Linked DNA regions of Mus musculus: regions 2, 3 and 4 are each linked to region 1. Evidence: chromatin contacts called from public HiChIP or PLAC-seq and Micro-C data. All regions are on one chromosome and are shown on one strand. The core of a region is the stretch at or near the end of the contact, and the rest is flanking DNA. Distances in the headings are between cores, read along the strand shown. Region 1 holds the start of Mink1 (misshapen-like kinase 1 (zebrafish)). Region 2 holds the start of Chrnb1 (cholinergic receptor, nicotinic, beta polypeptide 1 (muscle)). Region 3 holds the start of Neurl4 (neuralized E3 ubiquitin protein ligase 4). Region 4 holds the start of Ybx2 (Y box protein 2).

The links. A called contact is a pair of places that touch in the nucleus more often than the background predicts. HiChIP or PLAC-seq counts read pairs in DNA pulled down with a chosen protein or histone mark.
Region 2: a FOXA1 HiChIP or PLAC-seq map of pancreatic cancer cells shows a contact between it and region 1. The contact joins the promoter of Chrnb1 here to the promoter of Mink1 in region 1. A contact is called at or near these places in 1 of 39 promoter capture datasets (liver) and 1 of 115 datasets of contacts at active chromatin or transcription factors (pancreatic cancer cells).
Region 3: a contact with region 1 is called in a Micro-C map of embryonic stem cells, with 7 times the contacts expected there. The contact joins the promoter of Neurl4 here to the promoter of Mink1 in region 1. A contact is called at or near these places in 2 of 39 promoter capture datasets (liver and neural stem cells), 1 of 484 Hi-C or Micro-C datasets (embryonic stem cells) and 2 of 115 datasets of contacts at active chromatin or transcription factors (bone marrow-derived macrophages and pancreatic cancer cells).
Region 4: a FOXA1 HiChIP or PLAC-seq map of pancreatic cancer cells shows a contact between it and region 1. The contact joins the promoter of Ybx2 here to the promoter of Mink1 in region 1. A contact is called at or near these places in 1 of 39 promoter capture datasets (liver) and 1 of 115 datasets of contacts at active chromatin or transcription factors (pancreatic cancer cells).

The regions. Positions count from the first base shown.
Region 1 is chr11:70,559,591-70,565,310 of GRCm38.p6, forward strand. Mink1 (misshapen-like kinase 1 (zebrafish)) reads left to right here and starts at 3,291. Exons shown (of 33, transcript NM_001045964.1): 1 at 3,291-3,536. The coding sequence starts at 3,480.
Region 2 is chr11:69,793,881-69,799,600 of GRCm38.p6, forward strand. Chrnb1 (cholinergic receptor, nicotinic, beta polypeptide 1 (muscle)) reads right to left here and starts at 2,057. Exons shown (of 11, transcript NM_009601.4): 1 at 1,942-2,057; 2 at 1,715-1,854; 3 at 1,089-1,133; 4 at 270-379; 5 at 4-112. The coding sequence starts at 1,999. Fgf11 (fibroblast growth factor 11) reads right to left here. Exons shown (of 5, transcript NM_001362623.1): 3 at 5,472-5,575; 4 at 4,684-4,882; 5 at 2,188-4,392. The coding sequence ends at 4,322.
Region 3 is chr11:69,899,334-69,905,053 of GRCm38.p6, forward strand. It overlaps Neurl4 (neuralized E3 ubiquitin protein ligase 4), which reads left to right and starts at 2,483. Exons shown (of 29, transcript NM_001013414.3): 1 at 2,483-2,852; 2 at 3,675-4,119; 3 at 4,321-4,386; 4 at 4,532-4,830; 5 at 5,000-5,111; 6 at 5,201-5,289. The coding sequence starts at 2,565. 2810408A11Rik (RIKEN cDNA 2810408A11 gene) reads right to left here and starts at 1,581. Exons shown (of 9, transcript NM_001382461.1): 1 at 970-1,581; 2 at 373-477; 3 at 184-255. The coding sequence starts at 1,418.
Region 4 is chr11:69,933,708-69,939,427 of GRCm38.p6, forward strand. Ybx2 (Y box protein 2) reads left to right here and starts at 2,192. Exons shown (of 9, transcript NM_016875.3): 1 at 2,192-2,541; 2 at 3,190-3,253; 3 at 4,635-4,668; 4 at 5,531-5,620. The coding sequence starts at 2,268.

The DNA.
Region 1 (5,720 bases), core at 2,041-4,540:
GGCTTCCCATTAATTAGTCTCATTGTCAGCACTAAATATCTCTTTCCCTGGGGGATCATTCCTTCCTTAACTGTAAGGTAGAGGCAGCAAGCTGCCCCAAAGCTGGGCCACGGGATAGATTGGACTGTTTCACATAGTGCCTTCTAGTTCTTAGTCTTGCAGTGTTTGCTTGAAGACAGGGCCTTGTGTAGACCAGCAATCTATAGTTGCAGTAACCTTGCCTCTGCATCATGCCCAGCTAGGACAGGGTCTTGCTATATAACTTGGTCTGACCTCTAATTCATGATCCTTCAGCCTCCTACCCCAACCTCCTTTTTTCCCCTCTTTTCTCTCTCTCTCTCTCTCTACCTCTCTCTCTCTCTCTCTCTTTCTTTCTTCGAGACAGGGTTTCTCTGTGTAGCCCTGGCTGTCCTGGAACTCACTCTGTAGACCAGGCTGGCCTTGAACTCAGAAATCCGCCTGCCTCTGTCTCCCAAGAGTTGGGATTAAAGGCATGTGCTACCACGCCCGACTCTGGTCCAGGGGTCTTGATGAAAGGCCAACCATAGGGTAGGGGAGGAAAGCAAGGTTGCAAAACAAGCAAAGGAGAACCAGCTTGCGCCAGTCTTGCTTATTCTCCTTCCCACCCCAGGGATTACAATGACCTTGTGAGGTGAAGGTGGCCGTTTATCCCATCCCTGAGATGTTGATTTGTTCATTTATTAACTATCTTTATTAAACAGCCCGTGAATCTGGCATTAAGAAATTTATTGAGTAGATGCTAAATGCCTCTCTATTATTTAATTCATTTTAGACAGAATCTCACAGGCTGTCTTGAAATTCACTATGTAGACCAGGCTAGCCCTTAACTTGCTACTATCCTCTGGCCTTTGCCTCCCAAGTAATGGGATTACAGGTGTATACCACCATACCTGGATTTTTGTTTCTTAAGACAAGGCTTGGGCTGGTGAGATGGCTCAGCAGTTAAGAGCACTGACTGCTCTTCTGAAGGTCCTGAGTTCAAGTCCCAGCAACCACATGATGGCTCAAAACCATCTGTACAGCTACAGTGTACTCATATACATAAAAATAAATCTTAAAAAAAAAAGACAAGGCTTCATATAGCACAGGCTGGCCAGGATCTTACTTTGTAGTCCAGGAAGGCCTTGTACTTTCTGGAAATCCTCTTGAGAACTTTATTAGAGGTTTGAGCCACCATACCCAGGAGATCTCCACACAGAGGTAGTCCTTTGTGCATGTACCCCTGCATGCATACAAATGCATGTAACAAAATATTGTAAAATAGTGTGCATAGAGAGGTGATTCCAGCAGGCCAGGCAAAGCAAAGGCCAATGAGAGTGGCCGTGGCTAGTGTCTCGGTTGGGTTTCTACTTTGTAATAAAACACCCCAACCAAGAGCAACATGGGGAGGAAAGGGTTTATCTCAGCTTACAGTGCTCAGATCATACTCCCTTTCTGAAGGAAGTCAGGGCAGGAACCTGGAAGCAGAAACTGAAGCAGAGGCCACAGAAGATGGCGCAGAGGCTCACTGGCTTGCTCTACCTGCTTCCTTACACAATCCAGGACCACATGCCCAGGAGTGACACCACCCACAGTGGGCTGGGACCTCCCACATCAATGACCAGTTAAGAGAAGGCTTCACTGGCTTACCCACAGGCCAACCCGGTGAGGGTGTTTTCTCAGGTGAGGTTCCCTTTTCTCAAATTGCTCTAGCTTGTGTCAAGTTGACATAAAAGTAGTCAGCACAGCTGGAAGTTGGAGAATACTCCAGGGCAAAGAGAAGTAAGTGCAAAGACAGGTAAGAGGTGTTCTGGGGGCTTCAAGTAGAATATATTTCATTACATCTGGAGCAAGTTTAAGTATGGTTTATTAGAACATAAGACCAGAAAAGAAAAATATATATACATAAGGTCAAAGAAACAGCAGAATCTTGAAAGTCTTTGATATCACTACCCACAAGGCAGTGGGAGTCATCAAACGGTGTTTTTTTTTTTTTTTTTTTTTTTTCTCATTTTGTTTTTTTTTTTTTTCCCCCTGTCATTTTATAGTCCAGGCTAATAGAAAATGTAATCCTCCTGCCTCAGCTTCCTGAATGGTGGGGTTCAGAAAACCGTTTTAAACAGGACAATGATGCCAGATTTAAGTTTTAGAAAAAAAAATCACTTCTGGATAATGAAGAATTTAATCGAAGGTGCCAGGCAGAGAGGCCATGTGGGAAGGCCAAATGGGGATTGTGGCTTGCATATCAGGGGCAAGGTAAATGAGTCAGGAGAGTACCCGGAGCAAGTTTGAATGTGCACCCAAATGTGCCAAGAAGCCTCCAGAGAATTCAAGCTCACCTAAGCAATGTTTATATTCATTTTCAGAGGGAGTGTTAGTGTTGGAAGAGCTCTTGAAAACTCAGAACCTTCTCCCCTCAACTTCATAGAGAAAGAAAAGCCCAGAGGCAAATTTGCTTGCTCAGGGTCAGACAACACATTAGTCAGTGGCAGAACATGTCTGTCTATAGTTACAAAGCCTCACCCATCCTCTAGTGAGACTAACCGGCTGGAGGTGCTGTGCCAACAGGAGTAGATCTGAGGAGCTGGAAAAACATTTGAAGGGATTGGATACAGTTTCTTCTGCTTTACCACTAGCAACTCCAGGGATAGTTCTTTCCTGCAGAACACTGTGCTAAGAGAAGCAGATACAGACGTGTGCAGTAGGAGTGCCTATCTGCTCCCAACATCCCCACTCCAGCCTAGAAAGGGAGTAAAGGGCAGACAGTAGCCCCGTCCTTCCCTCCCACGTGGTTTCTCCAGCCAAGTTCTCACGGAGTGGCCCCTCCTTCAGCGGCTCCACTGTTACCATGGCAATTGGGTGGGTGGACAGCACGTCCTATCTAGAGGCCAGCAGCCCTCGCGTGGGGAGTTACCATAACAACCCCCCTAGTAATAGAGGGGGTTGGGTCCCGCCTCCCTTCCCCCGCAAATCGAGAGGTAGGTGGTTTGATTGGCAGCTGGGCACACGAAAGAGGGAAAGGGAAGAAAAGGAGTCAAATAAAGATCAACGAAGGAACTAGAGGAGAGGAGGCAACAATAATAAAAGGGGGAAAAGGAAGGGAAGGTGTATGCGCACGCGCACCAGCGGGTGGTCGCGCTCCTTCCACTCCAGGCTCTAGCGAGACTGGGTCCGCGCTCGCCCTCCGCCCGCTCTCCTGCGCCTGCGCGCAGGTGTCGGCGCCCCGCAGGAGGGGGCGCCCGGCGCGTTCGCGTCACGGTCGGCTCTGCGCGTGCGCAGGGCAGCCGGCGACTCGGGTTGCAGGCGCGCGGGTGAGAGCGCCTGTCAGCCGCTGGGTCGGTCCTCCCGCTGGCCCTCCCCCTCCCCGGCCTTCGGGGCAGGCGCGGTGGAGCCCGCCCCTCGAGTCCCCCGATGGGGGAGAAGCGGCGACGGCGGCAGCGGAGTGAGCGAGCCGGAGCGTGAGTGGCCCCGCGGCGGCCATGGGCGACCCAGCCCCCGCCCGCAGCCTGGACGACATCGACCTGTCTGCCCTGCGGGTGAGCACCACCCCAGCCTCGCGCCCGCGACCCCTGCCCTTACCCCGAGCTCTCGCCGCCCGGGGGTTCGCCCTCTGGAGATTCTGGGAGCCAGTTTGGTCCCCACCCTGTGCTGCCCTCCCCCACACTTGCGTGCCACCCCTACCTTGCTGCTGGGATCCGAGTCCCCTCCTTTATAGGCGTTTGAGGGTCACCTCTGGTGTCCCTAAACACAGCCCTGCATCACCTGCAGAGCCTTTCTTGTGTCCCCCCTCTCTCGGCCCTCATGTCTGCTTCCTCCACCTCCTCTTCTGGCTCCTGGAATTTTGACTTTGCAACTGCCTCAGCCTCCCCCTCATCCCTCGTTTTCTTCCTCGCCTACCCCTAAATTGCAAGTTGGGCGGATTTCACCTCCTCGCTCCACCCCACACACCTCCTACGTCTCCATCCCACGTTCACTTTCCCTATCCCTTTTCTCGTGTTTCAAGTGCAGCTTTTCAGACCCAGGCATTTCCGGTCTCGGGGTCCCTGAATATTACATTACTAACTCTGCAGCCGCGTGGGGCTGGGAGGACAGACAAGTGCACAGTGGGAGGAAGGGAAGCCTGGATTTCCTCGGAAACTCGGGCCGGAAGACGATGTTTACATACATGTACAAGCACACACACACACACACACAAACACACACGCACACACAACACGCTGCCTGAGGTCAGTAGGGAGGGAACTAGTGGGAGTGGAGGCAAAGGAGAGTTGGAGGGAGGGGTTCATTAGGGAAGCGGTTAAGAGGAAACAACTGTGTCAGGAATGCTTTCAAATAACCCATTTATTGTTCCACGTGGGGCACTTACTCTCTCTCCTCCCGGAATTTTCAGTTCAGCATTTGTAAGTGTTCTCTAGCGGGCAGCTTTGTCTTAAGGGCAACATAGAAATTTCAAGGTGAACCATTCCAGACTGTCTCCCAGGTGGTGTTTTGATTCCATGCCCGGTGAGCTTTCCCAACCGGCGGCGTAGGTGTAGCTAGAGCAGGATTCCCCACCTCATGCTTACCTTCTCAGAAGGTCTCTGTACACATTGGCTTCTGGCTTGTAAATTACCCAGGGAAAAGGCAGCCACCTCACAAGTGCCCCGGATATGACTGGAGGGGAGAGAGAATTGAAGAGAGCAGAGTCATGTTGTTAATTGGGTTTCTCTAGGTGACACAGTTTTTTTTTTTTTTTTTTTTTTTTTCCCTCCCTTGCCATTCAGGTCATAATTTGTTTGGTGCAACGTTGGGTTATGAGACCTGACTTACTGGAGATAACTTTCTGGAGAACAAGACTGAGTACTGGATCTCCCTCTTTCCTCTCTTCTCTCTCTCTCTCTCTCCCTCCCTCTCTTCTTCTGTCCCCCTCTCTCCTTCTCTCTCCCTCTGTGTGTGCCTGCGCTTGCTTTGACAGGGGAGGCTTTAGATCAGCTTAGTCAGTGTTTAAACTGGGATACTCGAGTCCTTTGGGATGTAAGATGGAAATCCAGGTTTTGAGTAAAGTTTTAATGTGCTTGCATTTGGAATGCAATTGCAAACTGAAGTTGTTGATTAACTCTGGCCGCAGGTTGTCTGGCTGTGGTGACCATAAAGAAACACTGTCACCCAGTGGGTAGGTGCAGGCAGTGACCTTTGATTTTTACCTCTGGTCCTCTACTGCTCTTTTCTCTTGGTTTCTCTGGTAACTTTATCCTGGGCCCCCAACTTGGGATTTCCAGAAAATTACTATTTGCCCTTGGACATGGTATTTCCCTCCGTGAAGTATGTTAGCCTCTTTCCATGCTTACTCCTCCGGGGGTTCCTCTCCTTCCCTTCTAGAGAACTGGGTGACCTTTTCCTTGTACTTCTGTCTGTCCTGCCTTCTGCCTCTGAAGAAAACAGCTCATGTCTCTCACTCTGGTACTCCAGGACCTGTGGAAGAGCTGTACTTTCTTGAATGGGGCTGGAAAGGCTGCTCTCTCCTTGCTGGCTTCTCTCTCAATTGCCAGTCCGGTCCGACACATCTGTGAGAACTGCTTGTGGCTCTGTCAGGCAGCTGGCCCAGTCACACCTTGTTCTTCTGTTCCCGTTTTCTAGTTAGGAATGGAACCATTGGGAGAATTAACCAAGTGTGCAAGCCTGGTGTCAGTGGTTGGGTTAGGGTGAGGGAAGAGCATCCTTAGGGTTGAGAAGCTAGCCTC
Region 2 (5,720 bases), core at 807-3,306, 770 kb before region 1:
AACCTGGATGCTGCAGCTGCTGCGGTACAGGCCAGGGGGTTGCCAGCGCACAGAGCCCTCGAAAGATACCACAACATTGATGTCCAGGGCAACGTCGAAATTTCCGTCATTGCTAAAGGGAAGAGATTTTTCATATGGGATCTGGATCTGTCCCCCGGAGACCCTGCCCCTTCCCCGATGGTACACACACACACACACACACACACACACCATGGCTTACCCTAATCCCCTCATGCCTCAACCCCGCCCAGGCTTTAGAAAGACCCTACTTGTTCAGCAGCACCACATCAGGGAGCCAAACGGATTCAGCAGTGATGCGGAGAGAATCGATGCCATCATGTTCTGCGGGGTCCCAGCTTAACCTGTAGTCGGTCCACTCCTAAGGAAGCAGAGGCTAAAGGGCTGTTCAGGCTAAAGGGCTGGGAGAGGCTTGAGGTGTCAGAAAGAATGCCAGGAAGAGGGTGCAAAGGGGAGAAGCACAGGGCTGAGAAAAGGAAAAAAGGTTCTGGCTATGCTGTCACTGTCTGGGATTCACGTCAACTGGTTTCCTCCGCCCAGTCCCGAGCCCTGGACTGAACTCTCTTTTTTCAGTCTCAAACCGAAGAAGGGGCCTAAAGAGATACCTCATTGGTTAAGGGCACTGGCTACTCTTCCAGAGGACCCAAAATAGATTCCGAGCACCTACGTGGAAGGCCCAAACATCTGTAACTCTAGTTCCAGGAGAACAGGGGCCCTCTTCTGGCTTCCACGGACACCAGTTATGCATGTGCTTCACAGACATATGCAAGCAAAACACCCATTCACATAAAATAAAAATAGAATAATTTAAGAAATAACTGAAGAGATTGAACTAGCCACCCTAAAGTGATGTTCAACCTGCATGCAGTTCAGGATCTTTCAAGGATGGGAATTCAAATTAGTGATCCCCAAACTTGTATCTTAAATTTGTTGATCGAAAATTCTGTTTCAGTTATTATATGTGTACGTTGTGAGTTACTATTAAAAAAAAATCTTACTGGGATGAGGACTCCAGGAGATTAATATAAAGGAAACAGGGTGCCTTTCCCTAACCCACGAGGTCTCCATACCAGGTCTAAGTACACCTTTGTGCTCATTTCTTCATCCTTCTCGTTCTAGAATGGAAAAGTTAAAAGGCAGAAGTGAAATGAAGTGGGTGGAAACGAGGGTTCGGTGAGTTACTTTCTCCATGGAATCTCTAGTCCCTTTCTCTAAATTGCACCTTCTTGGGTGCAAACTCCATCTCATATCAATCTCGAAACACCAGCCTTGGTGCCTGCTTTCCTTTCTTTTACGTCGAGGTTAAGTCACGGGCCACGCCCGGCGTCTAATGGATACAACTCTGAATCTCCGCTCAGAGTTGTTTATTGACTGCTTAGGTACCAAGCTCTGCTGGACTTTGCTAGAATATTACACAGCCCCGCCTCGAGGTCCTCCCGGTAGCAGGTCCTTCTGCCCCAGCTCCGCCTCAAAACCCGCCCACAGGCGAGTTAGCAGAACAGTATTCTGTACCTATCATAGAGGCCTCGCCCATGAACTAGTTCATTGGTCTGATTTTTACCCAATCACCGCCAAAGGCTTGTCTGCCTCTTAGCATAACCCGCCCGCCCCCAGGCTGTCGATCTTCTGGGCAGCGTCTAAAGCCACGCCCCCAGTCGGTCCTGCCCAGCGACTCCACCCGCAGTGCCGCTCTCACCAGGCTGATGAGTTGCGCCAGGGTGAGGCCGATGCTGACCCCGACGCGGTCTCCCACCTCCCGCGCCGGCCTCACCGAGCTATCATAGTTGGAGAAAAGTTTCTTAATCAGTTGGCCTTCGGCTTCCGACCCGCGGGCGCCTGACGAAGGAAAGCACTAAGTGACGCTCCCGGGGCTGGCCGTGACCATTGCTCATCACTGCCTCTTGGAGACCCAAACTGACTTACCTGGGGCGAGGGGCGTCCCGAGTACCCCTAGAAGCAGAAGCAGCGCCCCTAAGGCCATGGCCCTGCCTCTTTCGCTCAGTGAAGTTTGTCCGGATAGCGGCCTCAGGCCAGGGGAAGTGACGAGGCGCCCAGGAATGTGCACCTGTTGTCGGGGGACCAGACGCCAGCCCACCCGCCCCGCCCTCGGGACTTGGTCCCGCCCGGAGCAACTGCAGTCGCCCTCCACTCACAAATGTCAGATAACACTCCGGTTGTATAAATCATCTTTAATTACAGAAAGCATGAAGTGGAGACCCCGTCCCCTGAGAGCAGTGCCAGGAGATGGGCGGAGCCTGAGCGGGGTTTGTATGAGGGAGGGGGGCATCTCTTGCAACAAGCCAGAAGTAAAAGGGCCTGAGGAAAAGTGACCTGTCTTTGAGCACTAGCCCCTCCCTTAGGACCTCAATAGACGTTTCCACCTACATCTGCTAGACTCAGAATCTACCTCCTATTTTACTAGAGGTTCCCCATGGCTTTCTCCGTTTTTCAGGTCCTTTTTGGGTACTTAGAACCCACCTGAGGTTTAAAAGCTGTAAAGTAAAGTAAATTCTATTTAGTTAGAAGCTCTGGGGATACATATGAGGTCTGGGAGCCCAAGAGGCTCCTCGTTTCCTAAGCCTGACCTGTAGAGGGCTCGGAGAAGTTGAACTTATTGCTGAGTTGGGGGTCTCTCTGCTGTGAGGGGGAGTCAAGGCTGTGTCCCTATTTGTCCTTTTTAATTCTAGAGTTATTCTCATTGTAGACCTTAGCTTCCTGTTGTTTGAGACAGGGTCTCACATAGCCTAGGCTGGCCCTGACCTCACTAGGTAGCCCAGGCTAGCCTTTTATTTCCTGATTCTCCTCCTCTCCTTTACCTCACAGATGCAGCATACCATATCAGAACGAAAGTCCTCAGCTTTAAAAGGGATCTGGAAGGAATTCCTGCTGAGGTAGCTAAGTGTTCAGACACAGGTTCAATCATACCATGGCATTTTCTCCCTCTCAGCTTCCCTTCTAGGAGCCAGGTATATTCTTCCAGAATTCCTGTATCTTTCCCCAGACTCTTGTCTCCCTGGCAGAACCCTAGTTGGAATGCTGAAACTAGAAACCATGTAAAAGTAAGGTTAGTATTCTGGAGGGACTATTTTTAGAAAATTATTTAGGAAAAGCAAGAAGTGGTTCTTGATCCGTTCAGTACTGATTAGTTCTCTCTCTCTCTCTCTCTCTCTCTCTCTTTCTCTCTCTCTCTCTCTGTGTGTGTGTGTGTGTGTGTGTGTGTATGTGTGTGTGTGTATTGGCTTTTGAGACAGGGTTTTGCTATTGTAGCCCAGGATGGCCTCCAACTCAGGATCTGTCTGATTCAGCCTCCCGGGTGCTGAATTACAGGTGTGTGCCACCAAGCACAGCTCAGAGCCAATCAGTTTTTAATTAATCATAGCTGAGTTCTACCCATAGCTCATCCTTTAATTGCTAGAGAAAGTGGAAGGGTAGGTCTAGAACTTACTCTAGTACAATAATATGGCTATACAGGCCCTAGCTCCATCCGGGAAGAAAGGGCTGAGAGTCATGGGCTATGTCCTAGAACTGAGATTCAGGAGGAAGTATGGCTCCAGAAAGGTCTAGAATACCACGTTCTAGAATTGGGTGTCTCTGGGATAAGAAGGTTTAATCAGTGGTGACCTGAGACTGGTCCCAATTCAGACCAAGGCCAATTGCTACAGTAGGGGGCCTCTTTTTTAAAGCCAGGGGTGGGAGGTGTCCATCTAGGACAAGGATAGACGTGGAAAGGATACATACTTGGGTTCCAACACAGAACATAGGGATGGCCCTGCCTGGCTGGGGTGACCAGCTCTATCAGAACCTGTCCAGACCAAGTCAGAAGGTAGAGCAGAGAGAGAAGGAGATGCATTCTGAGTGCCAGTGGACCGACCTAGAAAGCTATGGCTTCGAGACGATGCAAAGAAGGACATGGCTTCAGAGACTGGCTCAGCCAGGGTGAAGAGTATTACCTTCCTGCCTTGAGTGTTGGAACCCCGGTGCCTTTTAGGAAAAAAAATGGGTGTTCTCTTAAGGGGTAGGAATTAGTGTGGAAAAAAGAGAAGTGATCAGGCAGGGTCATCTCAGGCACCCCCATCTTGGGACCTCTCCTGGGCCCCAGGATCTAAGAGCTCAGCAACTCCGGAGGTCCCTGACAGCCCCGAAGCTCCCACAGGGTGCAGCACCTGCTGAGACCTGACTGCTCAGGGCATGTGTGTGGCAACAGGGGTGAGAGCGGCAAGGCCCGGCGCAGGGCTAGGACACAGGATGTGGCGGTGGCTGACTCACTGGAAGAGCAGGGAGCCTCCAGTCCAGGGACTATATCTCAGTGGGCAGGGGGACTGGAAGGGGAGGTCTCAGGAACACTGTGGAGAGAAGGCTCCCGGTACATGGCCACTGTGGAGGGGAGAGAGAGAGAGGAGCAAGGAAGGAGAATTAGGCACATAGGGAGCCAGGAAGAAGCAGAGCTCTGAGAGGCCTCCCTTCTCTTACACTCACCCTTAGAGAACCCCAACCCAAAAGAAGAGAGCTTCCTAACCCCCCAAAGGCCAAAGCCTTCCTGCCTCCATCTGCCATAACAACATCTTGTTGAACATTTATGGCCTGCCCGAGCTATGTGTCATTAAGTGTTCATGTCAAGGTCAATGCCCTCCCACGTGACCCACCTTTTCTGGAGCCCATACCCACCCTCCAGGAGCTTGGGCACAAAGTGGGCAGCTGCCTTGGTCTTCTTGACTCGGTTTCCCTTCATGACCCGGCCTTCCTTGTCCAGGCCTAGGTACCAGGCCCGGCCAGAACGACGCTGACGGTAGAGAGCAGAGGCATACAGGACATAGTAATTCTCAAAGACGCACTCCTTAAAGCGACACTCTGCTGTGAAATGTGGCTGAGGAGACAGATTCAGAAAGAGGTGTGGACACACAACACACACACACACACACACACACACACACACACACACATACACACACACACAGAGAGAGAGAGAGAGAGAGAGAGAGAGAGAGAGAGAGAGAGAGATCACTGGTAGAATGGAGCCCTTGGGAAGAAACAGCCAAGATATAATCCATACATCATTTGGAAAGGAGGACGGCAGCTACTCAGTCCATGCAGCAGCCAGAACACAGAGAGAATAGGAAGAACCCAGTGAACCACCCAGGGGCAGGATCTAAATTTACAGGGGCACTAGAAATAAGATTTCTTCTCTTCGTTCCCAACCTCGTATTTATCCGGAGGAAAGATGAGGTTTGAAGGCTGAGAGGTGCCACTGTAATAGCTGGAAGAGTCAGGCATCCAAAGAGCCTGGGCCCCTTGAGGGAGAGTGAACTCTAGAGGGGGAGTTCTGGACTAGGCCCTAGACAAGCCAAAACAGGAAGGACAGAGTCCTGGGTGTAAGCCATGTGTGTAGCAAAGGATGATTATGTGCTGAGGGTGTCCCCAGTCGTCCAGGCCACTCAGCCTCATTGTCCTCTTACCGAGCTGTACAATAGCCCCTCAGCGTTCATGGCCATGTAGTGACCCAGCTTGGCACTCTGGATGGTGACCACACGGAGTCCCACAGGAATCAGATTGAAGTGGGCTGGGGTGGGGGTGGGGGAGTGGAAAGCAAGCAGTCAATACCCAAGTACCTCATTTCCATCTGAGCCCCGCCCCCCAACTCCAGCCTCACTGCCTCCCTTGGGGCCCAAGAAGACAAATGGAAGGCAGCCAAGCCTGAAGAGGTG
Region 3 (5,720 bases), core at 1,233-3,732, 660 kb before region 1:
GATGGTGGGGGTAGGTGTTGGGTGGGGACCAAGCTGCTGATTGCCTAGATCAGCTTTGGTTAGGCCTGAGGAGGTAGGTAGTACCTACCATTTTAGGGTTTGAGGAACAAAGCTATCTGAGACTGCCTTCAAAGGTATGAGGGCAGAGGGCACAGCTCAACTAATCTCTGAGAGGGCTCTCACCTCTCTGCCACTGACTGAGGAGTCACCTTGAGAGAAGATTCTGCAGATGGGTCCTCATCGGTGTCCTGCAGCCTGCAGAGGAGGAGGAGGAGGAGGAGGAGGCAGTGTTTGTGCCCCGAGGCTTCTCTGCCTCTTCCTCATAGCCACATGTTAGAATACAGTTTAGGCTCAAAAGCTAGGGCTTAGCACCTGTGGTAGGGGGTTCTGGGCTCATCCGCCTTCATAAAGCCATAGTCTTTGTCAGCAGGGTGGTAGGTAGCCAAGATGTTCATTTCATCCCAGCGCTGAGACTTCCTAAGGTGAGGGAAGGAGCAAAGGAGGAAGCTCTTCTGGCGACCCTCTCCTAACAGAGAGGTCTCCTTCATTCTTCCCGGCATTCAAAAAATTCTTCTTATATTCCCTCGTAGAGGCTAGGATGGGAGCCAGATACCCAGTGATAATCAGTGCTGTGTGGCCAGGATTCCTGTGACACCTGCTGCCCTCTCCAAGTCATGGAACTTCAGATTTCCAACCTATTTGACCTCACCACCTCTCCCTAACCAGGGCCTTGGGACTCTGTTTTTTTCTTGGCTTCAGCTCAAGGTGTCCTGAACTCCTCCCTCCCTCCCGTCTCAGGGCTGCTGGCTAAAAGCTGAGTTGCTGCTATTTAAGCTCTCACCTTTCTTACTCTCTAGCCCTCCTTCCCTCGCTCTTTCCCCCTGCCTTTCTACAATAAAGCTCTAAAACCATTAAAAAAAAAAAAAACAAAAAAACAAAAAAAAAAAAAAAACCAGCTGAGTTGCTTACTTCTCCGAACCGGGGGGTTTCTTTATCAAAATGGAGCTGCTGTTTTTTAGGATGCTCCGAGGCCGCTCCGTGAAAGATGTCCCGGAGTGTGTACTACTCTCCGAGCTGTACACTTTAGCCTCCTCCGGCCCGGGGGTGGACGCCTTAGTTGCACCAGTTCCAGTGCCAGGGGATGTGCTGGACCCAAGGCTTGCAACCTCCTGAAGTTGCGGAGCGGGTCCTGAATTGAGGGTCACTGCCCCTTCAGAGGGCTGAATTGGACCAGGACTGCGGACTACAGGGTTCCCGGAATGCAAGAGGGAGCCAGGACCGCGAAGCAAGGCTACTCCGGGGGGTAATCCGGTGTCTGTTTGCATACCTCTGGCACTGCCAGGTACTGCCCTAGAAACCCCCCCAGGGGATTCTGCACTGAGGCCACTAACAGGTGCGAGAGACTCCGGCTTCTCCATAGCTCAACTTGGTAACCACTTCAATTCCACTGCCTACCCTTCTAGCTGCACATAGCCCTGCCCGTTGGCCCTGCCCCCATCGCGGCGGGCGGTGGGCGCTGGGGGCTCCGGGTCAGACCGGACCTCCTCTGCCTCTTCTCCCTGGCGCTGAGGCAGGTGAAAGGTCGACTATCAGACTTCAGCCTGGGAGTTCCTCCGCACACCCTTCCCTTATTGTTACACCCCAAGACTTTCTTTGTCTCTGTAATTTGTTCCCGCCCTTCTCCATCACCGCCCTTCTCCGAATCAACCAATCACAGTCAAGGGGCCTGGCCAGCGGTGAGGAGCCTTGTGATGTCACAGCCCCGCAACACCAGGGAGAGCCTGAGTAGGGCTGGGTTCTGTTAATAGCTCTCAGGTAACCTCTCAGAGGTGTCCGCTCTGTCCCTTGAGATTACCCAACGGGACACCGCTAGGATTTTTATTAGTAACTTTTAAGATTTAAGAGTTTCATTGGCACAGAGCTCAAGTTGGCCTTGAAATGTGTGCGGGTAGGAGAGGTGTGATGCAAAGTCTGTGGGGCCGGAGCGGGGTGAGGTGCGAGACTGGGTCAAGGAGAGGTGTGATGCGTGATCGGATTGCGACATTTCCGGCCTCGGCACTGTGAAGGGCTGAGACTTGGATTTATAAAACTACTTTTTCTCTGTCCCGAAGATAGCGTTTACTTCCATCGCCTTAAAGCGTGCGGTGTTAGGGGAAGCCACCAGCCCTTGCGTTAAGGCGAATGCTCTAATATGTCGCTTTTCCCTAACAAGGGTTGGGTCCAAGGCGCCGGGCGACGTCGCAAAGTGTATCTGGGCGCCAGCACGCCTTCGTCGCAAAGACGCCTGCGGCGGGCGATTCTGCCATCCACTGTCGCAAAAGCAGCCCAAATCTTCCCGGCTCTCGTAGCCTCTGTCGTCCCGCTGGGCCGTAAAGCAGTCCCCCGACCCCGTCGTCCTTCCGTTCCCCTCGTGAGAGACCTCGGTTCCTTAGCTGCGGACGCTTCAGTGCCGTAAAGCACACCAGGCCCCAGCCCCCCGGCCGTATTCCCCCAGGGCGTCTGGCCGCCGCGGTTGCCACGGTGCCGCCAAGCGCGGCTGTCGCGCGGCCGCGGTATCAGCGGCGATGGCGGCGGGGTCGGGTGGGAGTGGGGGCTCTGGGGCGGGCCCCGGGCCAGGACCGGGGCCCGGCGGGGGTGGGGGCCCTGGCAGCAGCGGACCAGGCCTGGGGTCCGGCGGGGGTCTCGGCGGTGGCGGGGAGCTGCACCCGCGCACCGGGCGCTTGGTCAGCCTGTCGGCCTGCGGGCGCACGGCGCGGCGGCAGCAGCCGGGCCAAGAGTTTAACCACGGGCTGGTGCTGAGCCGAGAACCCTTGCGCGATGGACGCGTCTTCACCGTCCGCATCGACCGCAAGGTGCAAAGCCGGGGCAGCTGAAACGAGGTGTGGAGGGGAGTGGGAGGGGACGGGAGGGAGAAGCGGTAGGACTGCCAGAAGGTCTGCATCTCCAACCGAGCCTCCAGGTACCGATAGCGAGCCGGCACACTGTAGTGCACCGGGGAAGAGAAAGGAGAAGGACACGGAGCAGACACATTCATTCTGAAGGAGCATTCGTTTCCCGCAGGACAGGGAGCCAGGGTCCGGTGGTTAGAATGGCTAGTGAACACGTCTAGCACAATCTCTTAGGGATGGAAGACTGACAGGTGCCCGAGATGGAAGAGTAGAGAAATAATAAAAAGCGCAAACTGTTGACAAACGTCCCAAACCAGAAAGATAGATGAGGAGACATGCGAAAAAGGGAGTGTATGTGACTTGCTTGACTCCAAAACGAATTTGGAAAGAGAAGAGAATGAATTTGGGTGGAGCTTTGCCCTACTAGAGTATTGGGGTTGGGAATGAGAGTGATGTAGGAGAGCGAGCATTGTGGACCTAAGAAGCATGGGATTGGAGTGGCTGAGGAGCTACAGAGACTGGGAAGTAAGAGGAGATCGGGTTAAAACCAGGGCCTTTAACCAGCTTGTTCAGTGGGTAGAGGGGGTGATGTGCTAAAACACGTGTCAGCAGACACAGATGCTGAGAGCCAGTGGGTCCTGGTAGTTATGGAGGCTAGTTCCAAAAATTATTTGTGTGTCTATGTCAGTGGCCTCAGAGGACAGGGTGAGAGGCACACGGTGCTCTGGAATGTGGCCTCTGGTGATGGGATTTCATACAGAAACTCTGTCCACCACCCTCTCATAGGTCAACTCCTGGAGTGGCTCCATTGAGATTGGAGTGACAGCACTGGATCCCAGTGTGTTGGACTTCCCGAGCAGTGCCACCGGGCTGAAGGGAGGCTCCTGGGTAGTGTCAGGCTGCTCAGTGCTGCGGGACGGGCGCTCTGTGTTGGAGGAATATGGCCAGGACCTGGACCAGCTTGTCGAAGGGGACCGTGTGGGTGTGGAACGCACAGCCACTGGGGAGCTCCGGCTCTGGGTAAACGGGCGGGATTGTGGTGTGGCAGCCACAGGCCTGCCTGCTCGTGTCTGGGCTGTTGTGGACCTTTATGGCAAGTGCACCCAGATCACTGTGCTGCCCTCCGAGCCAGGCTTCAGCCCTCCCACTCCTGTCCCCACACCTCCCCTTGAGCCCTTGGCCCCTCCAGAAGATTCAGCCCTGTTGGAACAGGGGACCTCTGTGGATGAAGGTGAGAACACAGCTTCGGGGAAACATGAGTTTTGGCTGAAGAAATGGGGCGAAAGCAGTCACAAGTCAGCTGGGGGAGGGAAGGGACCATTGAGCCCAGAGCCATTACAGGGGAATAGAGGGGTTAGAAGAGATGGTCTCCTGACTGGGCCCTGAAGCATGAGCTGAACCCTATTCCCCTCCCATCCTACCTGGTCCCTAGCCTTCATGGTGTCCCCAGCGCAGGCACGGCCGGAGACGTTTCCTAACAGCCTTGATTCGCATAATGGTGAGGGCTTCGGGGAAGGCCAGGGAAGGGGAGTGGGTACTGAGGCGGACAGGGTGGGATCTAAGAGACGGTAGGGAGAAGAGGGTCCCAAGCTGGCTGTGGGGAAGAGAGCTCTGTCTTGACTTCCTTCTTCTTGCTGCTACAGACTTTGCCAGTATGGAGCTGTCTGAGGTGGTGAGCAACGCCATCCTGTCTGCCTACAATGGGGGCCTCCTTAATGTGAGCCTGAGCTCCCCACCAGCAGGGGACGGACTGGCATCCAGTGGGCCAGCCACTTCTCCCATCCTCACTTCCAACGATGCCCTGCTCTTCCATGAGAAGTGTGGGACCCTCATCAAACTCAGCAACAACAATAAGACAGCAGAGCGCCGGAGGCCCCTGGATGAATTCAACAATGGAGTTGTCATGACCAACCGCCCACTTCGGGATAATGAAATGTTTGAGGTATGTAAAATCCTGGAGTCTGACTGTGCTTCCTGCCAAAGATTTGGAGCTAAACGTAGGGATTGATCTTTGGCGGCAATATGCCAACAACTGGTGAAGAACCAAGGCTTTGAGGGCCTGTCTTCTGTTGTTATATTTCCTGGACCTGTCTACTCTCACTCAACCCCAGATCCGGATCGACAAGCTTGTAGACAAGTGGTCTGGTTCCATCGAGATTGGTGTCACCACCCACAACCCCAATAGCCTGGAGTACCCAGCCACCATGACCAACCTGCAGTCAGGTACCAGCTCTGGGTAGGGGTAGGGACACAGGCTTGGAGTTGGTGAGATCCAGACAGCCTTTCCCTAACCAGGTGTCCATCTTTACCAGGCACCATCATGATGAGTGGCTGTGGGATCCTGACCAACGGCAAAGGCACTCGGCGGGAGTACTGCGAGTTCAGTCTGGACGAGCTGCAGGTGAGTGTGGAGCACAGCAGCCTGGGCAGTCCAGGGGAGCCCGGCCACCTGGGCCACCAGGCAGTGTCCCTTTCTGCATGAGGCTTCTTCTGAGGAGGCAAGGCCGTCTGGCAGGAGCTAAGGTATGCTCATTAGTAGCACCTTTTTTCCCTTTGGTGCTAGGAATGGAACCTAGGACCTTGGACACGTGTGGCAAGTGCTCTAGCACTGAGTTACAGCTCTAGCCCAATAGCACTAAGTAGGCCGAGATTTTAGAGCAACAACAACAAAAAAGATTGTTGTTGTTGTTGTTGTTGTTTTAATTTATTTATTTATTATATGTAAGTACACTGTAACTGTCTTCAGACGCTCCAGAAGAGGGCATCAGATTTCATTACAGATGGTTGTGAGCCACCATGTGGTTGCTGGGATTTGAACTCAGGACCTTTGGA
Region 4 (5,720 bases), core at 942-3,441, 630 kb before region 1:
GGGCTGGAATTAAAGGCGCGCGCACCACTGCCCGGCAGACTTATTTATTATTATACATAAGTACACTGTAGCTGTCTTCAGACACACCAGAAGAGGGCGTCAGATCTCATTATGGGTGGTTTTATGGGTGGTTGTGAGCCACCATGTGGTTGCTGGGATATGAACTCAGGACCTTTGGAAGAGCAGTCAGTGCTCCTACCCACTGAGCCATCTCACCAGCCCCCAGTTTCTTAATCTTAATACAAAAAGGGCTCACCTCCGCTTGTGGGCTTCCTCTCGTTCTCCCACTCATTATTCAGCCCACATCTGAACTCCTCCGTACCTTTGACACCTTTCTGAGTCTTCTGTTACAGCAGTGAGATTGCTTTCCTCAACTAGGATCTCTCTCTTTTCGGGGTCAGGGTTAGAGTTAGAAGCTTTAACAGTATAAGGAAGCGGTCATTTCTGCGCACCTACTGCCTCCCTGGAGACTTGGTTCTTTTCTTGTCTCTTCTCTTTTTGTATTCACTCTGCCTGATGCCCTAAAAATTCCAATCCTCAGCTCTTAAAGGACCAGAGGGGTGCGGTGGGCAAGTTTGCTGTTGAAATTATGACTAGGTGGACCCCAGGAGAGGCCAGCAGAGGGCGCGCTGGGACAGGGAGAGAGATCATACGGGGCTATCCGCGTAGCGGGCACCGCCAGAGCTCACTTGGGGAGCGCGGACAAACTCAGCGGCTCACTCGTGCTACTCCCAGTGGGATAAATATGATCTCTGTTTAGTGTCGCCCATGTCCTCTCATGTGAAGGAGGCGGCCCTCGGAAAGAGTGACTTAGAGCCGTCTGCAGATTGGGAACCAACACTTATTCTGATCGGTGATGCGTTGTTCCAGGTGCTGAGACAAAAGAGTTACTGCTGTGGCGTTTACTGCCTAATGTGTGTTCAGAACATTAAAGGAAATAAAGGGTCAAAACCATTTCATATTTTTTAAAAAGTCACGATAAGATAGGTTAGTTGATACTTGAAGAGACACTCCTCCCACCCCCGGCCACGAGACGCAAAGATAGCAAGTTTTAAGCAAACAGCTTATACAAAGCTGGTCCTGCAATCCTGAACCTAAGAAAATCTGAAGTACTTGATGGGAGACACCAGAACTGCGGCAAGAGGGTCAGGAGGCCAGAGAAGGCTTAAAAGGACTTTCCTGGAGCAAAAATAACGAACTTTAGTTTGTTTAACACATGAGCTCTACCTGGCCTCAACTAGTGAATCTTCCTTCCTTGGCTTTCAGAGTGCTGGAATTACAGGTGCTATCTACCATACATAACCTATAAAGAAGGTATCTTAGGGTGTTGGCTACATGTATGGATATTTTATTAAAACTAAGAAAAGAGCTGCGCTTTGTTCTAAATCTGTAAATGTTGCTTTGTTTCTTTTTTTCTCATTTCTTGAGACATTGCCTCTCAGTGTAGCCCAAACTGTCCTGGAACTCACTATATGATCCAAGCTGACTTCGAACTCAGTAAGGCTGCACTGGGGAGGCGAAAGCAAGAGGATCAGGAGCTCAAGGCCAGGCTGTGCTACACAGACCTTGTTTCAAAACATAAAAACGAGAGGTTTCTGCTTGTGACAGCCACTGTGCCTGCCCTGGAGTGTGCGTGGACGTTCTGTGTGGGAAGGTACCCAGGGCGGTAGTGGGTGGAGAGTTCGGGCACCGACCGTCTGAAGAGTGGAGGTCAGCGGGCCCCCCTCACTGCAGAACCGCGGCTGCCGGCCGCTACCCCCACCCGGGTCGTCAGGGGCAACCTTGGAGGCTCGCCCCGGCCCCGCCTTGCGCACAGAAACCAGGTGGCCGTTGAGGCGCCACCAGCCGGTTTGATTTCCCGCGGCCGGTGGAAAGGGGCGGAGGGGGAGGGGAAATGAGCCATTAGCCAATGGGCTGGGCCGAGGGCATCACGTGGCGGCGGGGAGGTGGGGCTCAGGTGTACTTACGGAGTTGCGGGAGGGGGCCGCAGCTTTAGAGCGGAGTCCGGGAGGCGGGGCTGGCGTGCGGGCCTGGGGGGCTGCGCGGCTACGATTGGCCGGCGGCCGGGAGGCGGGACCTGAGCGCGCCGCTTCAGCCGACTGCGATTGGCCTCGGCTCAGGGCCCGCGGCAGGCGTGCGGGCGAGGCTCGGGGCGCGAGGACCGAGCCGGGTGGCCGGTCCGCGAGCCGGGGGGAGGGGCCGGGGTGGTGGTGGTGGCAGCGGCGGAGGAGGCGGTGGCGGCGGGGGCCGGTACTGGACCCGGCGGGATGAGCGAGGCGGAGGCGTCAGTGGTGGCGACAGCGGCCCCCGCGGCGACGGTGCCCGCGACGGCGGCGGGGGTGGTAGCGGTGGTGGTACCGGTGCCCGCGGGAGAGCCGCAGAAAGCAGGCGGCGGGGCGGGCGGCGGGGGCGGAGCCGCCTCTGGCCCCGCTGCTGGGACCCCCTCAGCGCCCGGCCCTCGCACCCCTGGCAACCAGGCGACGGCGGCCTCGGGGACTCCCGCGCCCCCGGCCCGGAGTCAGGCGGACAAGCCGGTGCTGGGTGAGGGGGGGGCACGCGCTAGGGCGGCTCTCAGGGTCGGCGGGCTGGGGGAGGGGCAGCGGGGTCTGGAAAGCCGAAGGTAGGCCTGGCCCGAAGGACTAATCATAACTAGTCCCGGAGCTGCCGAATAAACTATTAGTGGATTCCGCTGGAGGGAAATCTTGCCGCACCTTCATGAGCCGGAGGGCGGGGCAGGCAGGTTCAGCTAAGGCTTTGGGTAGGAAAATAAAAACCTCCGGGTCTGGCCACACCCCTGTTTGCGGGATACTTGGTGTAGTTGACTCCGGTTCTTGTTAGGTAAACCTCTGAGCTTGGGAGGCAGGTGGATGGGGTCTCTTAAATTTAGGAGGGCTAGAACGGCTGTTGAGTTTTGACCCTGAGGGTGGACCAGGTGAGTACCCGGTTCTAGGTGAAAGACCTGAACTCCGTAGGATGTGAGGAACGTGGGTTTGAGAGCCTGAAACCCCCCTGTGTGTTTTTCCACTTAGAAAGAGGGTTAAGAGTACTTTGACACTTCCAGCGAAGTCTGGTTGACTCGCAGCTTATTAGGGAGGCAGGTTAGGTTTTAGCTTAGTTTTCTCTCAAAACTCAGCCCAACTCCCGTCTCTTCCCCCATCTTACTATCCCCACTGCATCTCTGCCTGGCAGCAATCCAAGTCCTGGGCACAGTCAAATGGTTCAACGTCCGGAATGGTTACGGATTCATCAACAGGTATCCGAGGAACCCAGGGAGGGGGAGGAACGGGTGTCTTTTTCCGAACTGACCTGTGGGATTGGACACCTTATTTCATCTCTACCCCTGCCAAGGCACATGGTTGTGATGTCCAGCTGAGGCTAGTTGAAAGTCTTTAACCACAACACAAATGTATGCTTACTGGCAAGGAGAGGCTGCACCCACATCTTCAAGGGCAGCAGAGGCTTAATGATCCAGGAACTTGGCAAACCTGCCCCTGACCTTCCCAGCTCTTCTGTCTCACCTTCTGGAGTTGCTGCATTATTTTTAGCATGCTGTGTGCCTTTGGGGTAGAATGTTTGGGGCTCCTGGTTGGAGTCCTCACTGATTTCCTGGTTTAGGGCAACACTACTGGCACCCTCACAACTTCTATCCCTTAAAGAGCTGTGGCTCATTTGAACCACGCACCACCCACCCCTAAAGGATAGAACTGAAGCTGGTGTGTGCGGAGCAAGAGAGCGCCTGCCCAGGCTGAGAAGGCTTTGCTTCAGCTGCAGCCCCACCCCTTCCAAGCTCTGGGAAAGGCTGGAGCAGATTCTGACCTAGTAGAGCCAGCACCCCCCCCACACACCCCACCCCCCGCCCCCTACTCTGGCCTTCCCCTGCTCAGGCACCCTGCCCAGCCAAGCCCTCCTGGGAGCCTCAGTTCCCTCTTTACAGGCTGACCTTTGTGCAGATCCAAGTTCTTTAAAACTAGAACATTTGTTCTAGGGATGGCAGCTTCCTGCAAGGAGTCCTCCTCTCCCCTGTCCTGGGACTAAACCAGAGTCATAGGCAAGGTGGTGACAGAGACTGAGAGTATGTCCTTTCGCCCTTGTTCAGCTTGTGTGGAGAGCTTGTGGTTCTCTAGGCTAAGGGCGGCTAAGGCTTTGTGTCTGGTTGCAGAATGCTCCTAATGTCGTGTTCTCTTCTCACAGTTGTATACCCCTGTCCCTGTCCCTGCTTTCTCCCTCCTTGAACATAGAAGGAAGGAGCCTGTGGAATTTTCCAACCCCAACAGGGGTTGGAGGGAGAAGGGGACATTGGCCAGGGACGGTTGGACCTGGCACCAGCAGGTTCTGAGGTGCCTCTGGGGTAGAAGGTGACGCTGTCCTGGCTCCTTCAAGGTGCCTTTACCACCACCTCCTACCTTTTCTTAGGAAGTCCACGCCCCTCACTGTGGATTTACAGTGGGCCTCTCTTTGTACCAGCTTTTAGAGCCCTGGTGGCTTGCTGTTCTTGCTCCCAGGGTCCCATCATGCCCCCAGGAACTGGGGTAGTGGAGAGGCTGGGCCCATCTTGGGGATGGGCAGCTAGGGAGGCCTCGGTGGAACTGAGTGCCTTGCCCATCACCCCCTTAACAACCCATCCTGTTCTGCAGGAATGACACCAAGGAGGATGTCTTTGTTCACCAGGTAAGAGCTAGGCTGCCTTTCTGAGGGGAGGCTTCTCCCTCTCTGGAAGCCTTTGCCATAACCCTAGCTGCACACAATGTATTTCTCTGGCTCCTCACAGTAGCCTGCCTATAGCTGGCTTCCCAGCTGCCTCAGGTGCCTGTATGAACCACCATTAACCCAACTTTCATTGAGTTGCTAAACAGCTGTCAGAGGTGTGTGTGCTGCCCTCAGGGCATGGCATGCCCACCACCTCCTGGGACCTGTTAACACCACAGGAAGGAATCAGGCAATTTTCTGAGGGAAAGGCCAGAGACACTTGGGTGCAGTGAGTCTCAGTGTGTTCTGTGGGCCAGCAGCAGCATCACCTGAATCCTCAGGCCCCGCCCCAAGCCACTGAATTAATCCGCCTCGGGGCGGGGCGGGGCCTGGGCACTCAGTTTTGACCCGCTCCCAGGTGATTCTGATGCTAGTTTGAGAACCACTGCTGTGGTGGAAGTGCTCGGTGGGATCGAGGTAAGAAGCACAGCACGTTTCACCCACTTTGCAACTTGAGATGTTCTTCAGCCTGTTTTGCTCCTGAGTTCCTACTGCCTCCATGTCTTGAAGTCCTTGAGGGGTACAGTGGGGAGGAAGGACATCTTGGGGATAGCGGCTCCCTCAGACCTCTAGCTCTTGACTTTGCCCTACTAATATATCTCTGTCTTGTGGAGCTGTGCTCCAGGCCCTCCCCCTCCCCCTTTGACCATTTTCATGCTCTGCCCTCCAGCCCTAGACTCCAATAAAATGTCACCAAGAGTGGAGTTGGGTGGAGGCTGAAGCTGGTCCAAGGGATCCTGGCTTTGCTGCCCTCACCTTTCTCATGACTTTTCCCCCCAACCAGACAGCTATTAAGAGAAACAACCCCAGGAAGTTTCTGCGGAGTGTTGGAGATGGGGAGACTGTGGAGTTTGATGTCGTGGAAGGAGAGAAGGTTTGGGTGCTGCTGTGGGGTGGAGTTGGCCAGAACTGTGGGAGGGTGGCCTGGAGGTCAGCCGAAGCTCTGGCCCTCCTGGGACCAGCTCTGCCTCTGC